Regions from separate parts of the Sus scrofa genome. Here regions 1, 2 and 4 are each linked to region 3. The links are chromatin contacts, called in public HiChIP or PLAC-seq maps. All regions are on one chromosome and are shown on one strand. Each heading gives the region's core, a stretch centred on a gene start, on an enhancer-like site or on the middle of the called end of the contact. The rest is flanking DNA. Distances are from core to core; before and after follow the strand shown.

Region 1 (3,515 bases), core at 328-2,827, 310 kb after region 3:
TTTTGCTTCTACTCAACATTTTAAAATTTTAAAGCATTCTAAAACATCACATTTGAAGACACTGTATTAGCAGTAGTGATAAAATATGAATTCCTCTCTACCATGGAGAACCACGCACAAATGCCTTCAAAGTGCTTGCGAGGACAGCTGAACGCCCTTGGAGGAGCAGCTGGTCTAGCCAGTGTTTACCCATCCTTACTGTCGCCATGAGATAAGTTGGTGGTTAAGTATCTTGAATAAACTTAACAGGGACCAAAAAATTCTGTACTTCTCTGCATCAGGCTCGGAGGCCGGTTAAGTGAGCTCTCCGTTCAACAGTTGGGCAGGCCTGACCCTCACAGTGGGACGGGCTCTCACCTCCATCCAGCAGAGGCTGACGAGCCACCTACCACAGACGCAGCCCGTGGGAGGTTAATGGCCACTCAGACTCGAGAAACACGAGGCCATCCCAGGCTTCCTCTGCTGGAGACAGGCTTGTCACAAACAAACAGATAATGCTACATGGCAGTTGGGACAAGTGCCCACGTCATCTTGTTTAGGTTGGTGTTGAAATGTTTGACCTAGGTTGGGGGGAAAGAAAAAAAAAAAAAAAAAAAAAAAAAAACCATGGGATCCACTGAATACATCTGGCCCCAACTTTTAATAAAGGGTTCTTGGGAAGAAGTTTCCCATCACAAAGGAAAAAATACAAATATTTAAAAAGCAAACAAGTCATCCACTGCTCTCAGCCCTGCTGCCATATGCTTGGCTTTTTTGAGCTTACAGCTTAACATTAAAATAACAGGCTTGCATTCCTCAAATATCTCTACTGCTGTTCCTTAGTTCTACTACTTGAAAAGGCTGTCAGCTGCTGTCACTTGGAGGCATTACCATATTAGCCACCACTGTTTACTGCTTACTGTGCGGTGTGGCTATTAGTTTAATAAGCCTCCTCTCGGATGACACCCCAGGCTGTCTTTGCAGGAGCCACACACTGGAGTCTAATGTCTCACAGCTAAGGAAGGTGCTGGGGAGGGACGGCTAATTTATAAATGTTGGTGAGAGACACCGAATGCAATTGCATCAGGCTGTGCTTTACGACTGATGGGTAAAGGCCTGGGTATTTTTTTAAGTGCTTGCACCCTCTAAGGTTCCACGGACTAGACAGCTTTGGATAAAATCCAGAAATGTACTCGGTGTGCAAAAGAGCAGGTTTGAGATCGGCAAGAAGTGAAACACTGCAGCAAAGCTCTTTAATTCACTCTGCATAAATAGCTGAACCTACAAAAGAACTCTCTAGTCAGAGGTTTCCTGGATTATAATGAGAATTTTCTCGACGGGGACAGGAGAAGTGCCCTTTTCACTTGAAGACAAAGCAATGTTTGTAATGGAAATGTGTGAACCAATTTTCCAAGGGGAGCTGCTGAAACACACTGATTAAAACCACAGTGAGGTGATGAGGCAGAGAAATAAAGCCAAGGCCGATCCACTTCAAATTTGCGACTGCATTATTTCTGAAAGTGAAGAGAGCCAGCCTTCCCTTCTCCCCCGGCCCCCGCCCACTGCTGACCCTGCCACTTAGACAATTAGAACCTGCCAGCCTGCGCGACTGTTTACTGTTTCTGGCCGCTGGTTACTAAGCTACTCCACTGAGGATAAAATGGGAACCGTGTCGCCCAAAAGACAATGTCCTTCTCAACAGAGCCTAACCAGCGGGCCTGGATTCAGGGATTCAGAGGGAAGAGGTGGAGATAAGCAGACAATTCCATCACATGGCAGTTTGTAAGGACAACTCTTGGATTACTTGCAGACACTGTTGACGGACTGAAGGAATTCCACTTCTTAGAGAATAAAACGAAGATACAGAGAGGTCAGGTATCCTTGTCAAAGTTGCCTAAAATATACTAATCACCTGGAACTAATGAGCGTCCTTGGCAACGTAGGGCAAAGAAGCTGTAAAGCAACGTTTCCCAAATTTCAGTCTTTGGAGTTTGCTCCATACAGCTTCTGCCACCTCCACGTATATTAATATGTTCCTTTAAATTGAATTTAAAACAGCTCATTTAAAAATTCTTAAGAGTCTCCCTCTGGGCAACAATTCTATGAAATCACACTTTGCTGTGCAGCTGTATTTTTTTCTCATGAACCTTTTAAAATGCCTATCAATATAAAAATGTTCACCATAATCCATTTAAAATCATCGGGTGTGCCCCAAAGGTATACATGGGGGAAGAACGGAGAGAATTTCAGTTTAGGAAGGTTGACCTGACAGATGACGTTCGTGTCTAAACATCACGAGAAAGCAAGAGGGAGGGGAATTCTGTACTGTTTGCCGCTGGGGTGTCCCGTGAAGGGCTTAGACAGGCTGAAGAGAAGGCACGGGAAAGAAGTAAATGTAACACCTTCCATCTACGGGACAAGACTTACATAAAGTTTTCTGGGTATTCACTCAGGGCCATGTCAATGATGTTCAGGGCGTCATGGTAATGCTTCTGTGCTGAGAGCAGGAGGGCAAGGAGGTGCAGGGAGTTGGCATCGTCGCCTTGAAGTTGAAGGGCTTGGCGGACGTATCCCAGAGCCTCGGGTATCTGGTTTAAAACAAAACCGAAAAGACTTGTTACGCACACACACACACACACACACACACACACACACGAAGCCACCACTTGAGCACCTGACGCTCTGTCACTATCAGGAGCTGCTTCCCTTTCTGCCGCATGTGAAGCTGTCTTTCTGACAGTCCCGAGATGTGAACCACAGATGTGGAAACAGAGGCCTCCTTCAAGTGACAGTGTGACGAATGAAGTGACACAAGAGACTCTTGTTTCCCAGGAGAACAGCCCATACCAAATCCCTTGTTTCTCCCTAAACAAACGGTTTCTCTCTTTCCACAAAACTGATTTACTTTTCATTATGCCCGAGATAACTTCATTCTAAATGGAGACACATAACAAATTGCCAGAAGTTTTTAGCGAAGTTAAACAGTCTTAGCTGAACTGTTTTCTCTCTCTCTCTCTTTTTTTAAGTATTGCTGACGATACTTATTAATAAGTGTCAAAACCTTAGACAGAGCTTTCCAAGTGAGTCTTTTCAAGCGTCTTTGTCCTGGATCTCCATTAGACATCAAGGAAATATGCAAACAGGCAAACAAAAACCCCACACCTTTCCAAACTCCAATCCAAAATATCTCCATCCAAGAAACAAATTGCAATGCCACATACAAAGCAGATGTATCCAAATTTGAGGAGGAAAACGTACAACCTTAACGTCTAAAATCCAACAGCGGATTTCTTCAAAATCACCCAAGCACAAGGGTTGATCAAACACGTACATCATGGATATTTGAACACCTGAGATTCTGGGCAGGTTTAACAGTACCTGGGGAGAATGAGGACCTGAAGCTGGGTTTTGAAACCCTTTCAAGGCTGAGGCGTTCCTACAAAATCGCCCAGGGACTCCCTCCTGTCTCCCCTCCAACTCTGGGCCCTGTGCCGGAACCCCTTTCGACGCTGGGCTTCTTCCCAAACCCTCGGTAA
Region 2 (3,577 bases), core at 1,004-3,503, 400 kb after region 3:
ACTTAGCAAACAGTGTCACATTGGAGCAACATAAGATTAGCAGAACAAAAGAGGAAAGCCAGAAATTACTATTGCGTCTAAAATTTTATTGAATGACTTAAAATACATAGCAGAAAACATGAAAAAGGAAAGATAAGATCATGTTAAAGTGGCACTGAAATTTGGAAAAACCATTAGAGTCAGACCTAATATCATACATCAAAATAAACCTCTCCAAGAAGATCTGGAAGTTAAAAGTTGTTTTTAAAAATGTGGAAAATGGTTGGAAACTTTTTAAATCCTAGATAAGGTTTATCCTAATATTTCAGCTTTAAAACAATGAACATGATGGAAGATAATAGGAGAAAAAGATGCATTTATATATATGTATATATGTATGCCTGGGTCACTTTGCTGTGCAGCAGAAACTGGCACAACACTGTAAATCAACGATACTATAATAATAAAAAAGATATGCAATATATAAAGCAAAAATCCCCCAATGAAATAAATGTAATAAAAAAGATAATCAGATTCAACTACTATATACAGGTTTAAATTTATGAGCACGTTAAAAATGGAAAATTACTGATTGGGAAATCATTCAGAGCAAACATGATAAAAGGTTAATGTATTTATGGCATAAAGACTTTATTGAAATTATAAGAATACTACTACACCTCAAAACCAGAGAGAAAGTATACAAAGAGTCAAAAAAGAAATATAACGGTTAAACATAAAGTGACCACACGACCTAGCGATTTCACTCCTAGGAAAAATGAAAAACTTTGTCCACACAAAATCTTGTTTACAACTAGTTACAGCAGCATTATTATAATAGCCCAAAGTGGAAACAACCCAAATGATAAATGATAAAATGATGAACGGATAAACACAATGTGGTATATCCATACGATGGCATATTATTTGGCAATAAAAAGAAATGGAGGGAGTTCCCTTGCAGCGCAGCAGGTTAAGGATCTGGTGTTGTCGCTGCAGTGGCCCAGGTCACTTCTGTAGCTTGGGCTCGATACCTGGCCCAGGAACTTCCACACGCCACAGACCCGGCCAAAAAAACCAAACAATTAAAAAAAAAAAAAGAAATGAAGTACCAATGAGTGCTGCAACATGGATGAATCTTGAGAACATTATGTTAAGCCAAAGAAAGCAGTCATAAAAGACCACATATTGTATAGTTCTATATGAAATGTCCAGAATATTCAAATCTATAGAGACTAGGGAAATAGGAGGTAAATGGGGAGTGACTGCTAATGGGTTTCTTTTGGGGTTGATGAAAATGTTTTGGAATTAAATATTGGTGACAGTTGCACAACTGTGATTCCATTAAAAACTATTAAATTGAACACTTTCATGGGTAAATTCTATGGTATGTGAATTATATTTTCATAATGCTGTGATTTAAAAAAAGAAAAGACCAGAAAAAAGATATAGTTAGTAAGGAAATAGATGGAAAAAATTTCAATCTGACTGAGAGTCAAAGAAACACAGACCAAACTGCAAAGTACCATTTTCACCAAGCAAATCAGCAAAGTGACTTTAAAACAATTTCGACCCTCCTGTACTGCCAGGGGTAGAAGATGACTTGTAAGAAGCAACTGGACACACACATTTCTGGGAACCTGCCTTTCGGAAACAATGCAAAACAAAGGGAAGCTCCCAAAGGAAACTGCATCATAGCATCAGAAAAACAGATTATACGCAGCTATAAGTGAATTATATCACAGAGGCCATCCACTTGATAAAATATTCTAGAGCCATAAAAACACTTTGAGGTTCTGACAAAATGTTGAGCCAAAAAAGACAGATAGAAAAACCCTTTAATGCTACAACACTATGAGGACAAAGACCAACCAAGAACGTACAAAAATTAAAATTAGCTATTATTCTTTCCTGGTTGCCAGACTTTTCTAACTCAGTTTTAAGTGTGTGGTAGCCTCCTCTCCGGCCAGTCAGAGGGCAGGCTCAAAGTCAGAGCAACTTCCTGGCCAGTGGGTTTCTTGACATTTCTTTAAGGAAGTAACTCATTCAGATGTACTACCTTAAGCCATGAACCGCAACTTGCTGCTCTGGCTTGAGTGAAATGACGGGGACAGGCAAGGGGAGAGGAAGGAAGAATCTGTCTTTACTGTCTCACGTTTTAAAGCCAAAAGCACAGCCACTGGCACCGCCAGAGTCACACCCCTCCTTCTGCATCCGCAGCGCTGAGTACTTTTCCGAGGACACAGGGTTTAAGTTCAAGACACACAGCAACCTTAAGCCAATCCAGCCGTGTCACTGCAAGTTCTTCCTGGAGGGAGGCACAGGCCACAGGAGGGCTGACCCTGCTGACCAGCGAACGACGCCTGATGCACGGAGAACTCTGGGCTGGGGGCTGGCCCCGCAATACCAAGACACCAGTTGTTTCTTCCTAAGACTTTAGCGCTGAAGCCACCCGTGAAAAAAACTCTATGCCTGTCCCGCCATTTAGCATTAACTTCTTTTCTAAAATAAGGTGTGAAAGGAATGAACTGTCAGCAGAAGGTCGAGTTCCACTGTGGCGCTGCTTCAGCTCGAGAAAGCCAGAGCCAGCCGGTTGGCTGATGCGTGCAAAGGACAGAGACAGGATGATTTCATTTGCCAAACGCAGAGCTCAGATTCTGCTATTCAAGGATGAAGTCACCTTTATTCCTATCACATCTCCCCGCCCCCGCCAGAAGCTCCTTGTAGGGCAGATAACTTTATTTACTGCTGGCGTCATGCCAAAGTCCCCAGATAAGCGAATCAAGGCCATCTCATGTCATTTTTAATCCTATCTATGTTAATTTGATTTACTTGATTCAAGTATTCTATATGCACAGTTTGGGAGGTATCTTTTATTCCCCTTCGGAGAACATGTGTATATGGAGTTTAAGAAATTTATGTTCCAGGTGCAACCCCCATCTAACTAAATTTTGTCTTTACCTTGTACACTTGACAGTTGAAAATACCATAACATGGGAGTAATAAGGGGTCAAAATTTACAAAATACAGTTTTGGTGCGGGAGTTGCAAAAAAAAAAAAAAAAAAAAACTATCAGTGGCGGTCTCTGTAACCCTAATATAACAAGGACAACACTGCACAAGTATTCGGTGTACACAGATCTCACATATTCTATGTGTCCGTGGCCCTCCCTCCACGTTTGGAACAAGGAAGGAAAATAACACGGGGAAAGCTCCTATCATCCTGGGCGGAAAACACTGGCGGCTCACTGGGTTTCTAGCCTCAGACAAGTCAGGCGGTATGAACCCCACCACGAACTTGGAAGTGTGAAGCACACAGAAACAACTGGACCAAGATCAAACAGCCAGGTAAGAGAAATTCAGAACCCAGACAGGATGTGATATGGAGACTCCGGAACCTTATGTCCATGCACGAAACAGAAAACCAGATTCTCCAGAAATAAATTTACTCCATAAATTCTCTTTCAAATTATTTAACATTTTTAATAAAGCAGCATGTTTATTTTAAATTTTTCTTTTTCTTTTTTTTTTTTTAGGGTAGCACCAGCAGCACATGGAAGTTCCCAGGCTAGGGGTCAAATCCGAACTACAGCTGCCGG
Region 3 (3,513 bases), core at 130-2,629:
GGCCGGTCTCGGGAATGGTGGCATGGACCTCTCTCCCGTCCACCCTACGAGACAAAGGCACCATCACTCCGAGACAGCTCTCATCCCTACACCGCAGTAGGAAGAGATCCGCAAGTACAGCAAACGCCAGTGACAACTGGACTGGTGCTGTCCCCCAATCTGAGGGTGCTGGGGGCAGGTACGGGTACGCTGTGGCTCTTCCAGGGCCGGAAGAAGCCTGCATCCATGGTTCTGTGGTGCCTCCACCACGCTGAGTCTGCCTAGAAGGCTCACAAACTCCTTGCTTCTCGGTTTTCTAAGGAAAACCGACCTTCTCATCAGCAGAATGCAAATTTTACTGTATGGGAAGGAAACACCTTTCAACTGAAAGCAGACTAAATAAAACCTCATGCAAGAAATTAAAAAAAAAAAAAAAGTAAACTGAAATACTATCCAGAAGCAATTCTGAACAGTCAATTTATAACCATAAAGATTCTGGAAGGAATCACGATACCTTAGCTAATATGTTCCCAAGCCTATCATTTAGCCTTTAGATAAACTACTGTATCAAAGGATGACACTTAAAACATGCCACTGTTACCATCAGTCATGACAGCAGAGGCTAGTACTTTGTTACTTTGCGCTCAGCACTTCCCCCCCCCCCCCCCGCCAGCAACTCTCTGAGGTAGGTTCTCTAAATTATTCCCATTTTGCAGAAAAGGAACCTTCCACAGACATGAGAGACTTGGCCAGATCACACAGCTGGTATGTGGAGGAGCTGGATTTGACCCCAGATTCCAACTCCAGAGCCCACGTTCTTGGCCACTATGCTTTTCTACAGCTTCTCGGACACCTGAAGCCCTGGCAGTCCCCACTCAGGCACCATAAGCTACATTCAGGATCCCAAAAGGCGCAGTCTAGGAAGAAAGCCACAAAAGCTTCTAACGAAAACTGCTGCTGCTGGCAAGTCTCTAATTACTTTTTCAGTGAGTTATTCTACGCCCTTGAGCCCACCCACAGCAGGTGTTCCAGGGCCTGGCCCACACTCGTTTCTGCATTCCTGAGGCCTGGCAGGCAGCAGGCAACCGGCAAGCATTGCTTAATGGTTTGTGGACACATGAACAAAACGCTCCATCATTACCTCTGCACGGTTTCCACCAGGCTTTTCCTCATTCTCTCAGCTTCAATTGCAAACAACCATGGCTCCAAGGGTTTGGCAGACCTGGTCATTGTGTTGAAGAATCTTCTGGTCTTACTGGCACTGTGGGACTTATTCTGAATCTGTACATATGACCTCCAAAGAACCTGGTTGCCAGGATACAACTTTAGAGCCTCCGAGAGAGCCTCTCGCAGAGGAGCCAGAGGGTAGACGCTGACTTTCATGTGGAATCTGAGCAGGCTCGTGTGCATCAGGGCGGCAGCCTCGAGGACACCGCTCAGGCTCCGAGGGCTCGAGCTGCCCTCCAGGCCACAGCCCTCGGCGGACACAGAGCCCTTGAGTTTCGCAAACACCTGCTCATATATCCGCACAGCAGCATCAATCCCAGTGGTCAAATACTGGAAAAGCATAAAGCATTTAACCAAGCTAACCAGGCGGTTGGAGGAATCAGGGGGAGCTGGATCGGAGAGAGAGCCCTCCCCCAAACAGTCCTGCAGCGCGTGCTCATAAGCCTTCCGAGCTTTCAAAATGTGAACAGCCAAGACCTGCCCCGTGTAAGGCCCGTAGGGCCCGTTCTCGGTCAGTCTGGTCAGTATGTGGACAGCTCGGGCTGTAGCGGCCCCTCTCATGTCAGGCAGCAGCTCCACCTCCAGCTCAGCATAGAGGAGACTCAGCTCACAGAGCTCGTGGTCCTTCAGTTCTCTGCTCCCTGCTATGCTGAGTGCTGTATCAAAAACTTTTCTGGCATCTTCTGTGTTGCCGAGCAGCCACTCCAGGTGCGCATATTGCTTCCAGAGGCAAAAATTGTTGCGGTTGTCTGGCTCCTTAAGGAGATTCTTGGCTAGTTTTTTGCAGTTCTTTCCTTGTGACTTTAATCTCTTCTTGTTTTTAGTGTGCAGACACCAAATGACCTAAAGGTAAGAAGACAAGAATGACTCCAAGTGCTCTGTGGGGTTAAAGCAATCCCTTTGTCCTACAGCGTCTAGGCTGCCTTCCTTCGTCATGTGTTTCGGTAAACGCTTAGACTCTCTGAACCGGGAAACAAATCAGGATTTTACCAAAGCCATAGGTGCCCCCAAATGAACATATCCAGCTTTCCAACCAAAACCTCTATAAACAAGGCTTACATACTTCAAATGCTCGTCTCCAAACGAAGGTGACCACGAGATTTTACTTTTTTTTTTTTTTTTTTTGTCTTTTTTATCTTTCTAGGGCTGCACCCACAGCATATGGAGGTTCCCATGCTAGGGGCTGAATCGGAGCAATAGCCACAGGCCTACACCGCAGCCACAGCAATGCTAGATCTGAGCTGCATCTGCAACATATACCACAGCTCATGGCAATGCCAGATCCTTAACCCACTGAGCAAGGCCAGGAATCGAAGCTGCGTCCTCATGGATGCTAGTCGGGTTTGTTAACCACTGAGCCACGATGGGAACTCCTACCAGACACTATTTAAGTAATACAGCCTGGTGTGTGCAACCTGCAGTTAAAGGGTCAGAACTTTGGGTGTTAAAATTCAATACTACCTGGTGGCCAGCAGAGGGCAGAAGAGTCAACCCTAGAGGAATTTTGCAGATAATAGCTATAAAGAGCAGGGTAAGTAGCTTATTTTATCTATTTTAATAAGCCCCTAAATCCTCTAACCCTGCTTAAGCTTAAGCTCTGTTCTTGACACTAACTGCTCACATAATCACGGACATCTGGTGATAAAGAATCAATGCAACAAACAGCTCCCCCGCCACTGACCACTGACGAGCTGGGCTTTGCTCTCCTCTTCCCGGGGCCCCTCATAAGGGACAGCTACAACCCCAGGGCCTATTGGGACCCTGAAGAAGGACGGCTGTGGCCCAGCGCCCTGAAGAACACCAGCACCTGGCCATCCCACCTACAAACAGCGGCAGGAAATGAGGTGGGGGGAGGATGCCGGAGTTACCTTTGCGATCTCGTACCGTAACCAGGAGAAGCAGAGCTGAGACCTCTCCGTGCCTGAAAACAAAGGCATCACAAGGTGGAAGACGTTGCGGATGAACTCCTCGCCCTCTCGATGGTGACCCCTGGTCCAGCGCCGGCAACCTAACTGGTCCGTGCGGCCGACACAGCTGATGCCAGAAAATGAAAGGTTGAGGAAAGTCAAGGGCCTTTCATCATAAAGTCCATTATCGAAGATGCTGTTTTCATCCATGGCCTGATAGAGGCAAGAGGCTGGAGGGCTAAAGCCAGAAGGCACACCCAAGAACTGCAGAAAGGCCGAGATCAGCTGAAACTGAAGATCCGGGCTGGAAAGTCGGATCAGAGACTGCCCAATATCATCAAACAACACCTGCAATGAAGACAAAGTCAAGTGACATAATGCAACAAACAAACCTTCAGGT
Region 4 (3,586 bases), core at 343-2,842, 260 kb after region 3:
TATCATCTATCTATCCATCCATCTACGTATGTATCATCTATCTATCCATCCATCTACGTATCATCTATCTATCCATCCATCTACGTATGTATCATCTATCTACCCATCCATCTACGTATGTATCATCTATCCATCCATCTACATATCATCTATCTATCCATCCATCTATCCATCCATCTATCCATCCATGTATCATCTATCCATCCATGTATCATTTATCTATCTATCAATCTATGTATCTATCTATCTATCTATCCATCCATCTATCTTTTTAGGGCCGCACTGCAGCATATGGAGGTTCCCAGGCTAGGGGTCAGATTGGAGCTGCAGCTGCTGGCTTATGCCACAGCCACAGCCACGCCAGATCCAAGTCACATCTGTGACCTACACCACAGCTCACGGCAACGCTGGATCCTTAACCCATGGAGTGAGGCCAAGGATGGAACCCGCATCCTCATGGATCCTAGTCGAGATCATTACCGCTGAGCCAGGACTGGAACTCCGAAGACCTTTCTTTTAATAGACAGTAGATGCTACCTGCTTAACCCTCTCTGAGCATTGTCCTGTGGGACTGTCACAACTGTCACTGTTTTGCAGAGAAGAAGACTAGGGCTCGAGGGAGTAGGTACCACTGCTAGACCATGTAGGACCAGGACCTCCACGGGTCCGAGTCCTCGATCATCGCACCGGGCAGGCTCCTTTGTAAACCCCCTTGGCCCTGGTTTCCTCCTGCCTTGCTGCCCACTTCCTTCCTGATCCTTTGGCTTTTCCTCTCCTCCCTAAATTTTAAATGTTGGGGGCTCAGGTTTGGGTCCTGGCCCTTTCTCTCCTCCGTCAATAGTCTCTTCCTAGGCCTTCTCATCACAGCCCTGGGCTTTAACTCCTACTCCCAACTTATGTTTCGAGCCGAAATCTCAAGTGTAGACTTGAATATCCAGCCACCGACCTGACACCTTCACTTGCATGTCCCCAGGCACCCGACACACTCAAATTAAAAAAAAAAAGGGCTCAAATAGGGTTCGAACAGGACTCTGGTTTCTCTTGCTCCCTGAGCCCTGCCCATCCATTTCCCCCGCCCCATGGCAGAACGTGGAATCATCAGTCACCCGCCGACTCCAGCCCCAACACAGGGCTCCTTTGCCTTCACCCCCACGTCTAATCTATCAGCAGGTCCCATCAGTTCTACCTGGAAAATGCATCTCAGGTTTCCCTTCTCTCCAGCCTCTTGATGCCACTTCAGACCAGCTGTTCCCCTTGGTCACGCAGACCCGTGGTCCTGACCCACCCTTTCCACTGTGCTGCCTCCCACTCCGCGCCCCACACTCAGCGGGTGGGATCTTAGAAACCTCCCTCTGGGCCTTTCACCCCCTGCTGGACATCCTTCCACAGCTTTTCAGTGTGTTTAGGAAGAGATCTTGACCTGGTCACCAGGGCTGGCTCTTCCCACCTCACCTTGGCCATGCAAGTCTTCCTATTTTGGCTTCAGGCCCTGTGGCCTCTAACGCTCAGAGCTCACGCGGTCTGCAGGCCTGCCCGCAGGCGTCCTGCACCTGCCAGTGCTCAGGTCTCGGCTGGCCTCGGCTGGGGAAGATCTCTATTCCCAGTGCTGGCAGAGCCCGCACTACCCCCCCAGCCAGGGCACTCGGCTCTTGGCGCGGGGGGAATCAAGTGCTTCTGCAATTGTTCCGTTTCTCATCTCAAACTCCATGAAGGCTGAGCCTGTGTCTGTCTTCTGACCAGGGCACTCCAGAGCCTCGCCCCGAAGGCAGCACAAACGCCGATGTGCACAGATTCTGTGCGCATGGGGCTCAGTGCCTGCCCTGGGCAGGGGCTGGGGTTCTGGGGCCACACTGACTGGGTTTGAATTCTCGCTTCTCCACTGATTAACCATGTAACCCCAGGTGACTTGAGAGCTATTGTCTTAGTCTCTTTGTTGGTAAAATGGGGGTGATGAAGAGTATTTCGGCCTTGGGTGCCTATTACAAGGATGAACCAAGTTAAAACAAAGAAAGTCCTTGGAATAACGTCTGACACATGCACAGTGCCTGGTAAACGTTAGCTTCCTGCACACTGTAGACAGGAATCCAAACCCCTGGGGCCGTAGAAGGGGCAGATCTGGCGGGACTGACCCATGGAGATTGGCACTGCGTCAGGGCGGGCCTGCCCCCTGGGTACTGCGTGTTCCCTCCCGCAGGCACTCCCTGTGCAGTGACCCTCACGCCACCTGTCCAGGAGCTGTCTTCATCTCGTCATGGTGGCCATGCTACAGGATTACGCTTCAACCCAGCTTCCCAGGGGCTGGGAGAAGCCTGGTGGCGGGGGGAGGTGAACTGGCCGGGTCGAGCCAGGGCCAAGGAATGCATGTGTGGATCACAGCTTTACATTCCCAGCAGAAATCAGAAAATCTGATCTTGCACATCTAAGAATAGCCGCTGGTTTCAACTGTGAGAGGTGCCAAAGTGAAAGCTATAATTATTAGTAAGTAACAAGCAGAAATTATCCACCTACTGCAAAGTCATTTTTAGCTGCCATCCCAAAGTGGAGATTGAAGGATGGGCACTAAGAAGCCACTTGGCCTGGGGAAGACTCTGGTTCCAGTCTGACTGACTGGGAAGTGTGACTCTGCAGTGGCCAGCGATAAGGTGCGCATGCTCAAGAAGGGGGTAGATGTTTCCTAGGGAGCTTGGTGTCAAGTGCAACAAACATAAGATGCTTGGCTTCAACTCTCCCGACCCCTGCCCCAATGAGATGGAAGAGGTGCTGGCTTCGGTCTAGTCCGATTTCCCTTCTGCCAAATGGAGTAAAACAACTCTTCCGACTTTCTTTATAAGACGGTGCTTATACAAATGGCACTGGGAGATACATGGAACTTTTAGGAAAAGAGACCACAAAAGTGTGTAGTTGCTGTCTAAATATCAGGGGATGCCCAGCTGCTATGAAGAGAGGACTGATAAATGTAAAAATAAAAATTGCTTGGCAAAAAAAAAAAAATAGAATAACAATAAATAACCACAACAACCCCCCACAACACAAACAAAATTAAAATGGGGGCAAATAGTTCTAGCACATATGACACAAGGCAAATTTCTTGACACGTGATAAATGCTTACAAATCAAAGAAAAGCCCAATATCTAAGCAGATACATGGGCAGAGGCCATGAGCAGAGACCTGAAATACCGTTTCTACCTATCAGATTGGTGAAGATCTAGAAGTTGATGATTCACTGCGTTATAAAGGATGTGAGAAATCGGGAATTCACATCTCGTTGACCAGAATGCAAAGTGGCACGATTCGGTGGAAGGCAATGTGACATTTCTTAAAATGAAAGTGTCTCCACTCTTTGGTCCATCACTTCCAGTTTTAGGAGTCTACTTACAGATGCAGAACCATCTATAGAGGCTACTTATTGACTCATTGTTTGTAACAGCAAAACACTAGAAATAACCTAATGTTACTCAATGGGCTACTGGTTGAATTATGGTAAATTCACACAATGGCTTTACCCTCAGATGTGCCGACACGTCCAGGGGGAAACAGTGGTCACTCGTGGGGAGTGCGACTGATGCCCAGGGAGAGCAGAAAGCC

What was found. HiChIP or PLAC-seq counts read pairs in DNA pulled down with a chosen protein or histone mark.
Region 1: a contact with region 3 is called in an H3K27ac HiChIP or PLAC-seq map of skeletal muscle. The contact joins two enhancer-like sites. A contact is called at or near these places in 5 of 47 Hi-C or Micro-C datasets (adipocytes, alveolar macrophages, embryonic fibroblasts and 2 more) and 2 of 2 datasets of contacts at active chromatin or transcription factors (alveolar macrophages and skeletal muscle).
Region 2: a contact with region 3 is called in an H3K27ac HiChIP or PLAC-seq map of skeletal muscle, with 5 times the contacts expected there. The contact joins two enhancer-like sites. A contact is called at or near these places in 2 of 47 Hi-C or Micro-C datasets (omental adipose tissue and retroperitoneal adipose tissue) and 1 of 2 datasets of contacts at active chromatin or transcription factors (skeletal muscle).
Region 4: an H3K27ac HiChIP or PLAC-seq map of skeletal muscle shows a contact between it and region 3, with 2.0 times the contacts expected there. The contact joins two enhancer-like sites. A contact is called at or near these places in 1 of 47 Hi-C or Micro-C datasets (embryonic fibroblasts) and 1 of 2 datasets of contacts at active chromatin or transcription factors (skeletal muscle).

The regions. Positions count from the first base shown.
Region 1 is chr7:112,359,339-112,362,853 of Sscrofa11.1, forward strand. TTC7B (tetratricopeptide repeat protein 7B) reads right to left here. Exons shown (of 20, transcript XM_021099609.1): 15 at 2,407-2,567. Among named protein-coding and RNA genes, the nearest start is that of TTC7B, 160 kb to the right of the region's middle. Within about 2 kb of position 1,578, at least 27 of the 83 cell types and tissues checked have an H3K27ac peak or open chromatin away from gene starts, as enhancers often do. A contact at or near this core is called in skeletal muscle, where this site is marked.
Region 2 is chr7:112,451,303-112,454,879 of Sscrofa11.1, forward strand. All of the region lies in intron 4 of TTC7B (tetratricopeptide repeat protein 7B), which reads right to left. Among named protein-coding and RNA genes, the nearest start is that of TTC7B, 66 kb to the right of the region's middle. Within about 2 kb of position 2,254, at least 8 of the 83 cell types and tissues checked have an H3K27ac peak or open chromatin away from gene starts, as enhancers often do. A contact at or near this core is called in skeletal muscle, where this site is marked.
Region 3 is chr7:112,049,207-112,052,719 of Sscrofa11.1, forward strand. It overlaps NRDE2 (protein NRDE2 homolog), which reads right to left. Exons shown (of 14, transcript XM_021099603.1): 10 at 3,075-3,461; 11 at 1,121-2,049; 12 at 1-44. Among named protein-coding and RNA genes, the nearest start is that of PSMC1, 23 kb to the left of the region's middle. Within about 2 kb of position 1,380, at least 9 of the 83 cell types and tissues checked have an H3K27ac peak or open chromatin away from gene starts, as enhancers often do. A contact at or near this core is called in skeletal muscle, where this site is marked.
Region 4 is chr7:112,309,144-112,312,729 of Sscrofa11.1, forward strand. All of the region lies in intron 18 of TTC7B (tetratricopeptide repeat protein 7B), which reads right to left. Among named protein-coding and RNA genes, the nearest start is that of CALM1, 150 kb to the left of the region's middle. Within about 2 kb of position 1,593, at least 1 of the 83 cell types and tissues checked has an H3K27ac peak or open chromatin away from gene starts, as enhancers often do. A contact at or near this core is called in skeletal muscle, where this site is marked.